3 separate regions of the Sus scrofa genome follow, and all the other regions are linked to region 1. The links are chromatin contacts, called in public targeted proximity ligation maps. All regions are on one chromosome and are shown on one strand. The core of a region is the stretch at or near the end of the contact, and the rest is flanking DNA. Distances in the headings are between cores, read along the strand shown.

What was found.
Region 2: a contact with region 1 is called in a targeted proximity ligation map of alveolar macrophages. A contact is called at or near these places in 1 of 47 Hi-C or Micro-C datasets (embryonic fibroblasts) and 1 of 2 datasets of targeted methods (alveolar macrophages).
Region 3: a targeted proximity ligation map of alveolar macrophages shows a contact between it and region 1. A contact is called at or near these places in 1 of 47 Hi-C or Micro-C datasets (embryonic fibroblasts) and 1 of 2 datasets of targeted methods (alveolar macrophages).

Annotation. Positions count from the first base shown.
Region 1 is chr3:10,321,302-10,326,308 of Sscrofa11.1, forward strand. The region is part of intron 1 of RHBDD2 (rhomboid domain-containing protein 2); the gene reads right to left. Among named protein-coding and RNA genes, the nearest start is that of RHBDD2, 5.8 kb to the right of the region's middle.
Region 2 is chr3:10,494,462-10,499,468 of Sscrofa11.1, forward strand. All of the region lies in intron 1 of HIP1 (huntingtin-interacting protein 1), which reads left to right. Among named protein-coding and RNA genes, the nearest start is that of HIP1, 81 kb to the left of the region's middle.
Region 3 is chr3:10,468,014-10,473,020 of Sscrofa11.1, forward strand. The region is part of intron 1 of HIP1 (huntingtin-interacting protein 1); the gene reads left to right. Among named protein-coding and RNA genes, the nearest start is that of HIP1, 54 kb to the left of the region's middle.

The DNA of each region.
Region 1 (5,007 bases), core at 745-3,244:
CACCACAAGGGACCTCCGACATATAAACTCCTTTCTGTTGGGGAGCGGGAACATAAAGGAGAAATCTGAGAGAGAGAAAAACAGACAGAGAGACAGACAGTCGGAGGCTGTTACACAGGAGATGGCAAAGGCACCCATGGGCTGGAAGAAGAAAAGGATTTAAGAGAGTAGGCTGGGGGTGGGGGCGGGGAACGATACAGGTCGGTTTGCATTCTTTTGGAAAGAAGAAGGAGGAAAGCCAAGAACCTGGAGGGAGTGGGAGGAGGTGGGGGAAACCCAGGGGAATGGCCCTCGGGTCATCCCGGCAGCGTGCTCCGCCCCCACACATGGGGATGCTTTGGGAGTGAAAAGATCGCCTGCAGAAGAGGCAACAGACACATCTGCCTGGGATCACAGTTCACGCCTTAGTCTCTTAGCTCCATCTTGGGGCAGATTTGGGGAGTCTTTTGAGAAGGGCTTGTGCCTCTCTCTGACCTGGTCCTGGGCTACAGCTGCTGGTGCTAAATTGCACTGTCTGCTTTGTGACCTGGAAGGAATCACAGCCTGGGGAAAGGCAAAGTCCCTGCATGGGTCTCCCCGGCGCCTGGGGAGGAGGGGGCGCCTGGGGAGGAGGGATGCAGATGCATTGAGACATTCAAGCCCCCTCACGGCGGGGTGGGGGGTGGGGATGGGGGGAGATCCATGGGAATCAGAACATCAGGGTCATCCCAGCCCTGCCTCCTAGGGTCTGGCTTTCAGGCAGTATTTCAGCCCCTTTAGGCTGCAAAATAGTACATCCATATGTTGCCTGGTCTTATGTCTCAGATCAGAACTCAGGTGAGACCGACAGTTCTGTTCATTGGCCCTGGGGTAGATTGTGCGATTGTTACAAATAGTCACTGTTCTTCCCTGTGAGAAGCCTATGTCCCCTACATCCCTAAAGTCAGATTCGAGCATTTATTGAATAGGAACCATGCGAGGAGACATGTCCTAAGAGCCAGTGCATGCTTCCATCATTGTCCCGGTCCCTTTTCTCTGTCCTGAGCCTGGTTTGTTCAGATGTGCTCTTCTCTCTTCTCTTGCAGCCTGGGGCATGTGAGCATAGCTGGGGCTAACCACAGCATCACATAAAGGGAGCAAGAAATAGCCTTTATTTTTTTAAGCTCCCGAGATTCATGGGTGGTGATAGTGAGCACTGACTGATGACAAAATTTGTATCTGGAAGTATGAAAATCTAAAAATAAATGGCATTGGCTTTGGGGCCACTGGGGATTGGGAAAAAAAAGAAAAAAGGCAGTCCATGTGGCACAATGGCAAAACCTTTGTCAAAATTATCACCTGAGGAATTCCTGTCGTGGCCTAGCGGAAATGAGTCTGACTAGTATCCTTGAGGATGCAGGTTTGATCCCTGGCCCCACTCAGTGGGTTAAGGATCCAGCGCTGCCGTGAGCTGTGCTATAGGTTGCAGATGCGACTTGGATCCCATGTTGCTGTGGCTGTGGCGTAGGCCGGCAGGTGCAGCTCTGATTTGACCCCTAGCCTGGGAACTTCCATAGGCCGCAGGTACAGCCCTCGAAAGACAAAAAAAAATTATATTAAAAAACATTTTCTGGAGTTCCCGTTGTGGCTCAGTGGGAATGAATCTGACTGGGAACCATGGCGTTGTGCGTTCAATCCCTAGCCTCGCTCAGTGGGTTAAGGATCCGGTGTTGCCATGAGCTGTGGTGTAGTTCGCAGACGTGGCTTGGATCCCACGTTGCTGTGGCTGTGGTGTCGACTGGCAGCTTGTAGCTCTGATTCCACCCCTAGCCTGGGAATCTCCATATGCTGCATGTGCAGCCCTAAAAAGACAAAAGACAAAAAAAAAATCATTTTCTTTGAGCAAACATAAGCAACTTTAGGGCAAACACTCTTCCAGTCCCATGGCCCAGTGCCAAGCAGATGTTCATATTTCTCAGTGAGAGCTTCACTGACACAATCACACATTGGAACCCAGTGGATCACTTTCTGAGATGCTGCCAGCTGCCAGCTGCCAGCTGCCAGCTTAGGTCAACGCGTCCTAGGACTTCCAGAGAAACAACTCTCATTCTGTCATGTTCCAACAATTTTTTCCTGCACACTTTGACCCAATTTTCTCTGCCTCCTTCCCAGCTGTCCCTGAATTTCTCAGCGCGCGCGCACGCACACACACACACACACACACACACCACACGCACACACAAACACACCACCCCCATCACAATCCCTTCACAAGTGGCCAGACCAAAATGTTCCCTTTTTGCTCGAGATCAGCTCTGTGGTAAGCCTCAACTCTGCTGACACCCTAAATTTAGATTAATCTCATTCTTGCTAAAGAGTGGAGGATTCCTCTTCCCAGATGGAACCCTTCTTTACTTCACAGGAAGTCCTCAAGTCCTGCTCTGAATCACAGGCGGAAGCACTGAGACTGCCCTCTGGATGGAAGGTCTAGGAGAATGCATCCAAAGCCAACAGGCTTGGCCACTAGTGCGCAGAGCTTCTCCTGCGGAATCATAGGAAACTAGTCTCTTCCATTTCCAATGCTGGCCGTTTGGGGATGAATAGGTGGCAATCAGAACCCCCTGTCTCCTCTTCTTCTGGCTAGATATTGCACGCTGTTCTTGCATCATCGAGAGAGAGGGAGAGATAAGTATTTCATAAAATGTAAAGTGCTGCAAACGCTGAAGTTATTGCAATGCGTGGGTTCCAGCGTCAAGGTCCACCCCCTGTTCACTGTCGGCTCAACACCATCCACTTTGTTAACAGCCTTCACACAGAAACGCATCCCAAATACCACCGAGGCTCCACATGCGACGTCATGCATCACAGCATTATTCGTAATGGCAAAAAGAATCCAAAAATCCACTCCACTGTCAGTCAGATGGTCGTGCCTTTACCGTGCAGGGTGATACAGCTGCACACAATATCATGCTGACATTTAAAACTGTGTGATCCAACCGAAATAAAAACAAAAATATACCAATGGGACCTAATCAAACTGACAAGCTTTTGCTCAGCAAAGGAAACCATAAAAACAAAAAACAAACAAACAAAAAAAACCACAAAAAGACAACTTACAGAATGGGAGAAAATAGTTTCAAACGATTCAACTGACAAGGGCTTCATCTCTAAAATATACAAACAACTCATACAACTCAATGCAAAAAACCCAACGACCCCATTGAAAAACGGGCCAAAGACCTGAGTAGACATTTCTCCAAAGAAGATATACAGATAGTGACAAGCACATGAAAAAACCCTTAACATCCCTGATTATTAGAGAAACACAAATCAAAGCTACCATGAGGTACCACCTCACACCAGTCAGAATGGCCATCATTAATAAGTCCACAAATGACCAATGCTGGAGGGGGTGTGGAGAAAAGGGAACCCTCCTACATTGCTTGTGGGAATGTAAATTGGTACAACCACGATGGAAAACAGTATGGCGGTACCTTAGAAAACTATACGTAGAACTACCGTATGACCCAGCAATTCCAATCTTGGGCATCTATCCAGACAAAACTTTCCTTGAAAAAGACACATGTACTTGCATGTTCACTGAAGCACTAGTCACAGTAGCCAAGACACGGAAACAACTTAAATGTCCATCGACAGATGAAGGGAGTAAGATGTGGTGTATATACACAGTGGAATACTACTCAGCCATAAAAAAACACAAAATCGTGCCAGTTGCAGCAACTATGGAGGAACTAGAGACTCTAAGTGAAGTCAGTCAGAAAGAGAAAGACAAATACCATATGATATCACTTATACCTGGAATCCAATACACCGTGCAAATGAACCTTTCCACAGAAAAGGGTTCGTAGATGCAAACTCTTGCCTTTGGAATGGAGAAGCAATGAGCTCCGGCTGCATAGCCCTGGGAACTATGTCTAGTCACTTATGATGGAGCGTGGTGGAAGATAATGTGAGAGAAGGAATGTATATATTATGGATGTGAGACTGGGTCACCCTGCTGTACAGCGGAAAACTGATAGAACGCTGTAAACCAACGACAGTGGAAAACGTAAAAATCATTTAAAATAATAAAAATAAAACTGTGTTATCCACCAAGCCAAGTGAAAACACAGCCACACGAAAGCGTGTACTAGAAAGCATGTTCATAGCACACGATGCACAACAGCCATGATGTTGAAACACCAAGGGTTTCGTCACCGATAAGTGGATGAACAAAGTGGTCGATCCATAAACAAAACATTATTCAGCCATAAAAAAGAACAAAGGCCTGACACATGTTACGACATTAATGAACCTTGAGAAAATTAAGCTAAGTGAGAGAAATCAGTCACGAAAGGCCATTCATTCTATTTATATGAAGTGTCCAGAATGGGGAAATCCCCGGTCTGGTATTTTCCCATAATCTCTTTGCCATAAATATCTTTGCCACAAGCATTTTGCTGCAGACACTTCTTCCCGCAGAACTAATTGGCCATAGAGCAATTTTGTTATAAAAGACTAAATAACAAAGAATCAAAGCGGGACATTGAGAAGGACACACAGACACAGGAAACCTGAGTCACAAAATTAAAAGGGCTTTATTGCAAAATACGAAGTGTCGGAATAAACTGAACGTTTGTGTAGGTTCACGGCAATACCGTGCAAATGACCGATGTTATTTTGTGGCTTGGGCTCAACCCCTGGTCTTCGAAGTTGTCCATTCATGGTTCCATACAGTTTTCTGCCTGTGGCTTCATCACACTGTTTTCCTTTTTCGCTAAAATTCCTCCTTTCAGAGTTCCCGTGGTGGCACAGTGGTTAACGAATCCAACTAGGAACCATGAGGTTGCGGGTTCGATCCCTGGCCTCACTCAGTGGGTTAACGATCCGGCGTTGCCGTGAGCTGTGGTGTAGGTTGCAGACGCGGCTCGGATCCTGAGTTGCTGTGCCTCTGGCGTAGGCTGGTGGCTACAGCTCCGATTAGACCCCTGGCCTGGGAACCTCCATATGCCGCGAGAGCGGCCCAAGAAATGGCAAAAAGACCAAAAA
Region 2 (5,007 bases), core at 725-3,224, 170 kb after region 1:
TCTCAGCTCCCCAAGAGAGACAGCCACGAGTGCATTGGCCTCAGAGACAGTAGTTGCGGGGGAGGGGCTCCTGCATTTTGGGTACATTTTCGTCTCGCATCGCAGTAGTCATCGGCGGCTGGGATCCACAGGTAATTCACAGGAAAATATTGAACTTATGCTAGTTTAAAGAAAATATGAAAAAGTGTAAAAAAAAAAACCAACAAAACAAAGAGCAGGCATTCTCTCATCATCCAGAACTGCTGCTAATAATTTGGTATAGATCCTTACAGACTTGTTTATTCCAGGGCACATAAGCATACACACACACACACACACACACACACACACACACGCGCACACACGCACTCACACTACACTGAACCATATGAAAGTGCCATTTTTATATGTCAAAAATGGCCAAATGTTCATGTCTTCAACCACGTACAAGCATATACACGTGGACAGATAACACACATATTGAAACAAAATGGGGCCGTGCCATAATGCAGTTTTGTACACTTGTGTTTTAGCTTTCACCATACCTTAGATCTAGAAACAGATTCTGTATTCCCTTCCTGTTCACCTGGGCAGGTGACCAAGGCTCCCTGAGCCAGGGTTTTCCCCCTTGGGTAGTGGGGATAATCCCAGAATCTTCCATAACGGGCTGTGGGGAGGCAGAGGCATTAGTAGGTATGTTGGAGGCCTAGACCAAGGGCTGGCGCATGGCACACATTCACCAGCTGTTAGCAATTCCTATTTCCAGATGAGTAGAGCCCGATGAAAGTTTTCGTCGCTGTTACTCACCCACTAAGAGACATTAAGCTGTATCCATTTTCCACTGTCGAGGTGAGAGCCTTGTACACTCATCAAGATGTCTACTCAGTCACTGCCTGACCCTCTGATAACTCGGGCTTTAAGATTTGGGCTTTTCAGAATTTTTCTTATTGATGGGTTTTGAGCTGAGTGGTGCTTGTGGGGAAGTTGCTTGGACGGCGGTTCTCGCTTCCATTTCCCTTTCATTGTAACCTGGGCTCTTTGCTCCCAGCCTCCCCTATGCCTTTTCAGCTCTGCAGCAGCACTGCCATTGGGCACTGGCCCACATCCGTGCCTGGGGCTGGTCTCTCCTCAGGACGGCCCTGCAGGCCCCTTCTCCAGGCCGACTCCCGGGGTCCAGGGAAGGGTGGTCATCTCTGAACCCTCAGCCTAGTCACATCCTCACCCCCGGCCTCCCTGCAGCCACCCACCAGCCCTTCCTCTCCCTGGCGGTGTGGCAGTGCTGACATCTTTCCCCCCACCTAGATGGTGCCCTTTGTTATTTTGGGGGAGGGGGTTGTTTTTTGTCTTTTGAGGCTAGGGTTGAATCAGAGCTACAGCTGCCAGCCTACGGCACAGCCACAGCAATGCAGATCCAAGCTGCGTCTGCAACCTCCACCACAGCTTCACGGCAGCACCAGATCCTTAACCTACCGAGAAAGGCCAGGGATCAAACCTGCGTCCTCATGGATACCAGTCAGATTCGTTTCCGCTGAGCCATGATGGGAACTCCCGATTGTGCCCTTTGAAGCCAGGACTTAGGTCTTACCCATCTGGAAGTTAACTTACAGCACTTGACGTGGCTGCTCAGTATTTGTTTGGTGAATGAATTTACTGAATGCAGAAAGGCAGGGCTTAAACAGAGATGGTTGTGGGAGGGGGAGTAGTCTAGGTTACAAAGGTGGCTTGAAGCTTGGGGTACAGCCATGAGCCCCTGGACATGTGTGGCAAGGTTGGAGCTGTCCTTTAGAAAGTGAGGTCGTGACCACCAGGAGCTGGTAGCCAGAAACCAGCAGGAGGTCAGGCTGGGTGCCCGGTGGGGGTTCACCCTGCCTGGGCCTTTTGGGTGTCCCCCTCCACACCCCTACACGTCTCTTGAACCTTGGGCTCTTCCCCTGAGGAAGGGCTGTCCGTCACCCCGCAGGAAACAGAAGTGAGATTTCCTGGCTGCTCTGCTTTCTGAGGAAGTCACATCACAGCCTGGGAGCTGGTGATGAAATCCACCTCCAGAATTAGCAACCACCCCTCTCTCCACTTTAGAAAACTGTTTAGCAAATCCACCCCAGCTCATTATTAATCCCTGGGTCCGGGGCTGGAAATAGCCATCAGAGTTTCTGCCTGCCAGCTGGGGCATTCCATGCCCCCCACATCCCCCACACCGAGGGTAACCGGGTCCTGCCCTGCTCATTCCACTCTCCTGTCTTTGGCTCTGACCTGAGATCAGTGCAGCCTAGACTTTGGTTGCATGTTAGTAAGGACTTCAGTTCCTGGAAGCTGGGGCCTGACATTGACCTGTGTGTTCTCAGGGGAAATGAGTCAGAATGATCCTTCCCAGGCCTGGAGCGTTGGAGCTGGCATGGGTGGGTCTAAACTTGGAGTGAGATCTTGGTTCCTCTGCTGTTTACCAGCCAGGTCATCAGGCATCACGACCAGCCGGATAAGTCACTTAACCATTCTTGTATCTCAGTTTCCGCATCCAGTCAATGGACTTAGCAGCTGCGGTGCTACCATAGGCTGTTACTGTAAGGGTTACATGGGTTGCCAAAACTCGGCCTTTGTGTACCAGTGCTAAGAGAAACACAGAAACAGGGTTTTGGGTGAAGGAGAAACAAAAATAGCTTCATTGCTTTGCCAGGCAAAGGAGGGCACAGCAGGCTAATGTCCTGAAGACTGTGCCCGCCTTTGGGAAGCAATAGAAAGTGGTTTTATAGTTGAGGAGGCAGAAAATAGGGCCCCAGATAAGGATCAGGGCAGATGCAAGCTTTGATTCTTCTTCAGAGTTGGTGTTTAGTGGCCCCGGGACTGGGTCTGGAGGCCCTCCTTGAGGTTTTCTTTTGTTGGGGGTTTTAGGTTCTGCAGAAGCACTCAAAGGTATTATGCATATTCCTTAAGGAGGAACCAGGACCCTGCCCCAAAGCTGCACTGCGCCCCGTGGTTTCTGGTTCCTCCCTTCAGCAACTGTTTGAACCTGCCCTTTGGAACTCAGGGAAGGTCAAGGAGGCCGAAGCTCATTCCCTAAAAACACGATGTGGGGGACACAGAAAAAAAGCTTGTGCCCAGGAGCCCCACCGGGTCCTGCTTGGTTTCACCTGGAAAAAGGCCTGCAAATGAAACTGGGATCTACTACAACAGGAAGCTAATTGAGATGGAGAATAGAGTCTGTGTTTAGATAAGGAAATTGAAATCCAAAAGGCTGGTGGGTGGCTGAGGGAGGAAGGGGTGAGAACCCAGGAGCGAGTTTTGCATGGTTGTTTTTTTGTTGTTGTTGTTTGTTTTTCTGTTTTTTAAATTGAAATATAAGGGGAGTTCCCCTTGTGGTGCAGCAGAAATGAATCCCACTAGGATCCATGAGTATGTGGGTTCGATCTCTGGCCTCACTCAGTGGGTTAAGGATCTGGCGGTGCCGTGAGCTGTGGTGTAGGTGACAGACGCGGCTCGGCTCCCATGTTGCTATGGTGTAGGCTGGAAGCTACAGCTTGGATTCAGCCCCTAGCCTGGGAACTTCCACATGCTGTGGTGCAGCCCTGAAAAGTAAATAAATAAATAAATAAATTGAAGTATTGTTGATTTACAATATCGCATTAGCTTCAGATACAGCAAAGTGATTCGGTCATACATACATATATATTTTAATTCCTTTCTAGTATAGTTTATACAAGATATTGATTATTGTTTTCTGTGCCATACAGTAGGGCCTCGTCTATCTGGTTTATATAAAGTAGTGTGTATCTGTTAATCCCAAACTCCTAATTTATCCCTTCCTCCCCTCCCTTCCCCTTTGGTAACCCTAAGTTTGTTTTCTATGTCTGTGGGTCTGTTTCTGTTTTGTAAATAGCTTCATTTGTGTCATTTTAGATTCTCCATATGAGAGATATCATATGGTATTTGTCTCTTTCTTTCTTTTTTCTTTTTTTTTTTGTCTTTTTGCCTTTTCTAGGGCCGCCTCCAAGGCATATGGAGGTTCCCAGGCTAGGGGTCCAATCAGAGCTGTAGCCATGTAGCCATCGGCCTATGCCAGAGCCACAGCAACTCGGGATCCAAGCCGAGTCTACAATCTACACCACAGCTCATGGCAACGCCGGATCATTAACCCACTGAGCAAGGGCAAGGATCGAACCCGCAACCTCATGGTTCCTAGTCAGATTCGGTAACCACTGCGCCACGACGGGAACTCCCTGTTTGCTTTTTTATTATTGAGTTGTGTGAACTCTTTGCATATTTTGGAAATAAAGCGCTTGTCAGTCACATCATTTGCAAATATTTTTCTCCCAGTCCGTAAGTTGTCTTTTCATTTTGCTTGTGGTTTCCTTTGCTGTGCAAAAACTTGTAAGTTGGATTAGGTCCCATTTGTTTATATTTGCTTTTATTTCTATTGCCTTAGGAGACTGATCAAGAGACATTGCTACTATTTATATCAGAGAATGTTTTGCCCATGTTCTCTTCTAGGAGTTTTATGGTGTCATGTCTTATAGTTAAGTGTTTAATAAGTCTTTTTAGTTTATTTTTTCACATGGGTGAGGGTGTGTTCCAACATCGTTGATTTAAATGTGGCCGTCCAGCTTTTCCAACACCACTTCCTGAAGAGCTGTCTTTTCTCCATTATATATCTTGCCTCCTTTGTCAAAGATTTATTGGCATAAGTGTATGGGTTTTTTTCTGGACTCTCTATTCTGTTCCACTGATCTGTATGTTTGTTTTTCATGCCAATAGCATGCTATTTTGATTACCGTAGCTTTGTAGTATTGTCTGAAGTCTGGAAGGGTTATATCTCCAGCTTTGTTCTTTTTCCTCAGGATTGCTTTAATACTTTTGGGTCTTTTGTGGTTCATACAAATTTTAGGATTTTTTGTTCTAGTTCTGTGTAAAATAGTACAGGTAATTGGATAAAGATTATCCAATTAATTAAGCATTTAATCTGTAGATTGCTTTGGGTAGTATGGCCTTTTTAATGATATTAATTTTCCAATCTAAGAGCATGGGATATCTTTCCGT
Region 3 (5,007 bases), core at 1,083-3,582, 150 kb after region 1:
TTTAGATGTAAACAGACCCAGATGCTCATGCTGATCCTGGCCTTGATCCTAGGTCATTGCGTGACCTTGCTAATTACAGTAATCGTGAGGATGAAGTGTGGTAATGGGTGCTCTGAAGTCACAGGTCCCCTCCCCTTACTGAGATAGAAGGAGCTGGAAGAAATGGTGTGGGGTGGGCACCAACATGGGGGGTGGGGGGTACTAGGATGCCCAGTGAGACCAGAGCCAGGGATTTTTGTAGGCTTTCGATTTGAGGGGAAGCCTTTTACAGGACTTCCTCACTCTCCATAACACAGGACCCTCCACGAATGATCTGCCGTTTCCACCCTGGGACTGTCCCAAAGCAGGAGGAGACAAAATGACCTAAAGCAGCATCCAAGGACACGTTGATGTCACTTGATGTGTCTCCACCCAAAAACCACGGGCCAGTGGTTGGAATTTTACTGCACTTGGTATGGCCCCTCTGGCCTTCACACCCGCCTGCCCTAGTTTGCTTTCCTGCTGTTTTTATGGTTTTTCCCCTGCCTTTCTCCCTCCCTTGACCCCCACTACATTCATAAATACCCCTTCCTAACCCCCTTCTTGACTTTCCCGCCCTCAGAGTTCAGCTGCTGGGGTAGGACGTTCTAAGGCTTTATCTCAAATCTGGCAGCTCTTCCCATGGCATCACATGGTGCCATCATGGGGCTGGGCAGATGTGTATCCCACCTGCTGAGCCCTTTGAAGATGGGGAAGAGGCTGGTAAGCCAGTGAGCCAGTCCGTTTGGAGGGATCCTGGGTGTCCTTTTTCTTTCTTTCCTTCCTCCTCTCTCCCTCCCTCTCTCTTTCTTTCTTTTTTTTAAATTTTATTTTTGCTTTTTATGGCTGCACCCACAGCATATGGAAGTTCCCAGGCTAGAGGTTGAATTGGAGCTACAGCTGCTGGACTGTACCACAGCCACAGCAGTGCCAGATCTGAGCTGCGTCTGCGACCTACACCACAGCTCACGGCAATGCCGGATCCCTGATCCATTGAGTGAGGCCAGGGGTCGAACCCACAGCCTCATGGATACTAGTCAGTTTCATTTCCGCTATGCCGGGGTAGGAACTCTTTCTTTCTTTCCCTTATATTTCTTTTCTTCCTTCTTTCCTTCTTTCTTTCTTTTCCCAAGGTTCTTTTCTGTTAGCATTTTTAGATCAACCTCACTCTTTTAAATCGCTGCATAGTAGTCCTTAGAGTTAAACTGCCCTGGTTTGTTTCAACTTTCTGCTATTGTGGGGATACTAAAGCTGTTTTTGCTTTCCCTTGGGAACAGTACTTTAGGAAATGCCCTTGAACATGGCTCGTGGGAGCATCTCTCTAGGACAGACGCCCAGGAGTTAGAGGATGTGTGTATTTATGTGTATTTGAAATTTTATTAGATCCTGCCAGTTTGTCCAGTTCAAAGACTATACCACCATTTGAAAAATGTTTTCTTTTATGGTGTCATCATTTCATGTCTTGCATAAGAAGGTCGTCTCATTGCTCAAGGTAGAAACAGATTTTGTAGCTCTGCTTTTTACCTTTGGCTCCTACCCCTCCCCCCACCCCCTATCTCCAGGCATTGATATCATCCGAATAGTCTTCTTAGTTTTTGGACTTGCTGTTCTGTTGCACTGCTCCATATGTATAATCCGATACTACTGCAATGATGTTTTGAATATGTTTGTCCTTTTTTAAAAAATTGTGAAGATATATATATGTATATATAATCATAAAACATCCCATTTTAACAGGTTTTTTTTTTTTTTTTTTGTCTTTTGTCTTTTTGTTGTTGTTGTTGCTATTTCTTGGGCTGCTCCCGCGGCATATGGAGGTTCCCAGGCTAGGGGTCTAATCGGAGCTGTAGCCACCGGCCTACACCAGAGCCACAGCAACGCGGGATCCGAGCCGCGTCTGCAACCTACACCACAGCTCAATGCAACGCCGGATCCTTAACCCACTGAGCAAGGGCAGGGACCGAACCCGCAACCTCATGGTTCCTAGTCGGATTCGTTAACCACTGCGCCACGACGGGAACTCCCCATTTTAACCAGTTTTAAGCATACAGTTCAGTGGCATTAAGCACATTCATAATGTTGTACAGCAGGCGTCACTATTTCTGAAATTTTTCATCAGTCCAAATAGAACAGAAACTCTGCGCCCATTACACAATAGCTCCCTTTTCCCCTCTCACCCTGTCCCCTGTAGCATTTACCCTACTTTGTGTGTCTGTGAATTGACATAGTCTAGATTTCATGTGAGTAGAATCACACGATAATTTTCCTTTGTGTCTAGCTAATTTCACTCAGCATAAGTTTACAAGATTCATCCATGTTGCATCATATATCAGAACTTCCTTTCTTTGTACAGCGGAAGAGTACTCCATTGCACAGATATATTCCGTATTATTTACCTGTTCATCTGTTGATGGGCACTTGGGTTGTTTCCGCCTTTTGGCTAATGGGAGTAATGCTGCTCTGAACATTGGCACATGCCTTTCGGTTTGAGTTCCTGGGTTTGGGGGCTTATTTGTTGGTTTGTTTTTTGGCTACACCTATAGCATGTAGAAGTTCTCAGCCTAGGGATTGAATTGGAGCTATAGCTGCTGGTCTACACCACAACCATAGCACTGTGGGATCCCTATACCACAGCTCCTGACAATAGCTCCTTAACCCACTGAGCAAGACCAGGGGTCAAACCTGCTTCCTCATGGATACGAGTCAGGTTCATTATCACTGAGCCACAGTGGGAGCTCCTGAGTTCCTGTACTTAATTCTCTCGGGTGTATACCCGGAAGAGGAACTGCTGTGTCCCATGGTAATTCTATGTTAATTCTTTTCCACAGTGGCCACAGAGGAGATGTCCATTTCCTTCATTTTTTAATAGAGCAGTTGCCAAATCCTGGTCTTACTCCATTTTTACATTCTTCTGTCCACATTCCCCTCTCCCCCTGGAGCACAGAACCTGGCACATGGTGGTACCAAGTGAAGGTTGGCCTGGTTGGGTGGGTGGATGGACGATGAACTCCAGACCAGTGAAAGATTGAGACTGTATAACAGGACAGGTAGAAGCAATGGGAAGAGCCTGTAGCCATAACATTGGTGCGTGAGCCCAACAAGTGACCCAAGTTCTGTTTCTTAGATGAGCCCTTCGTTTCTGTGTGTCTTGTTTAGCTCATCTGTAAAAGGCTCTTGCACTTCTGCTTCACAGGGTGCTGAGACATGAGATCTGGGCATAAAAGCCCTTTGCTAAAGTCAAAGGCACTCACTCACTGGGGATCGCAGAGTCCCATGTGTGCCCTGCACCCAGATTAGAGCCTGGCACAACTGTGAACTGATGTCTTATGGGCATCCATGCCTACATCCAGCCGCTATCTACTGAGGCCCTGCTCTGTGCCAGGCAGTGTCCCGGAGGCTGAGATTCAGCTGTGAGCAAGAGAGAGAAAAAGGGCCTGACCTCACCAACCTGCCTAGAGATCCAAGAACAAGCCCCAAGAGCCCTAAGTCCCTTCCCATGCTTTTGGTACCAAATTTAGGCTTTTTAAAAACACAGCAAGAGAAGTTCCCGTCATGGCTCAGTGGTTAACGAATCCGATGAGGAACCATAAGGTTGCGGGTTCAATCCCTGGCCTCGCTCAGTAGGTTAAGGATCTGGTGTTGCCGTGAGCTGTGGTGTAGGTCGCAGATGTGGCTCAGATCCCGTGTTGCTGTGGCTGTGGCATAGGCCAGCGGCTGAAGTTCCCATCAGACCGCTAACCTGGGAACCTCCATGTGCCACAGGTGCAGCCCTAAAAAACAAATAAACAAACAAAAAAAAAAAAAACGAAAAACAGCAAGAGATGTTGGTGGAGAGGTTTATTTTAAGGAGGTATATCAAGCTTTAAGGAGAAAAGTAGATTTGAAAATGTAGACCAAATAATAACCAGGTGCTCGGCAAGTCAAGCGGGTTGAAATGCCACCAGGGGAACCTTGGGGGAGTTTCTGCATGAAGCAAGGAGAGAGAAAAGATTCCAGATACTCCCCTCACTGCTGCTCCCAGGAAAAATGAGGGAGCTGTGGCCTCTACGCCTCTTCTTGCAGGAGTTTGGGGTGGGAGTCAGGGGACTGTCACCAGGCTCTCTGCAATACCAGATCTCACTAGGAATGTTGCTAGGTGACACTCAGGCCCAATTTGGCCCCCCTGGGAGACAGAGATCCGCTTATCTGGTTTGGTCACTGAGCTCTGCCCCTCAGCACCCCAAACCTAATGGCCACTGAGCACACATCCGTGCCCTGGATACCAGTCATCTCACTGCATTGTCTCTACCACCCTTGACCAGCTCCAGAAAACAGGCCCCGGGGAAAGGCAGGGCTTCAGCCTAGTTCACGCAGCTTGGCAGGCTAGAGCCCGAGTCCTTGCTCTTGCAGGACACTAGTTGAGCCAGATCCTGGAAGCCAGGCAAAGGAAGGAGCGGCAAGGTTGACGAGGCAAGAATTGGCAAGAGACCATAGGCGATGAAACCAGTTATCCCCACAAGGACAGGTTTTATGATTTATTAATAAACCAAGCAATAAAGGGACTTTTTTGGAGCTTGGGAAATTTTATGGGCCCTAATAATTTCCTGAGTACTTTTGCACACGTTATTTTTCACTTGATCCTTATAACAACCTCTGAGCCATGGTTTTTATACCCATTTTGTAGACAGAAACTGTGGCTTACAGAGAGTAAAGGCTTTAGATTGTGCTACTAGTGCTGTGTGGGAGGCTTGGGGTATGGGGGGTGTGTGGGGGTGTGTGTGTGTGTTTTGGGGGTGCTCCTGACAGCTGTGGCAATAGCCTCATCAGGTGTTTCATTGCCAGCGGGATTCTCAGAGCAGAGGTGACCCCAGCAGGAGAAGCAGAAATTCCTCAGCCTGATGAGGTCACGGTTTGTGTTTCTCCCAAACATTTATTTCTCAGAGCCTGTATCCTAGTGAAGGCAATTGACATTTATTTGTTATTTACCTGGCTTTTCCCTAGAACATGAAC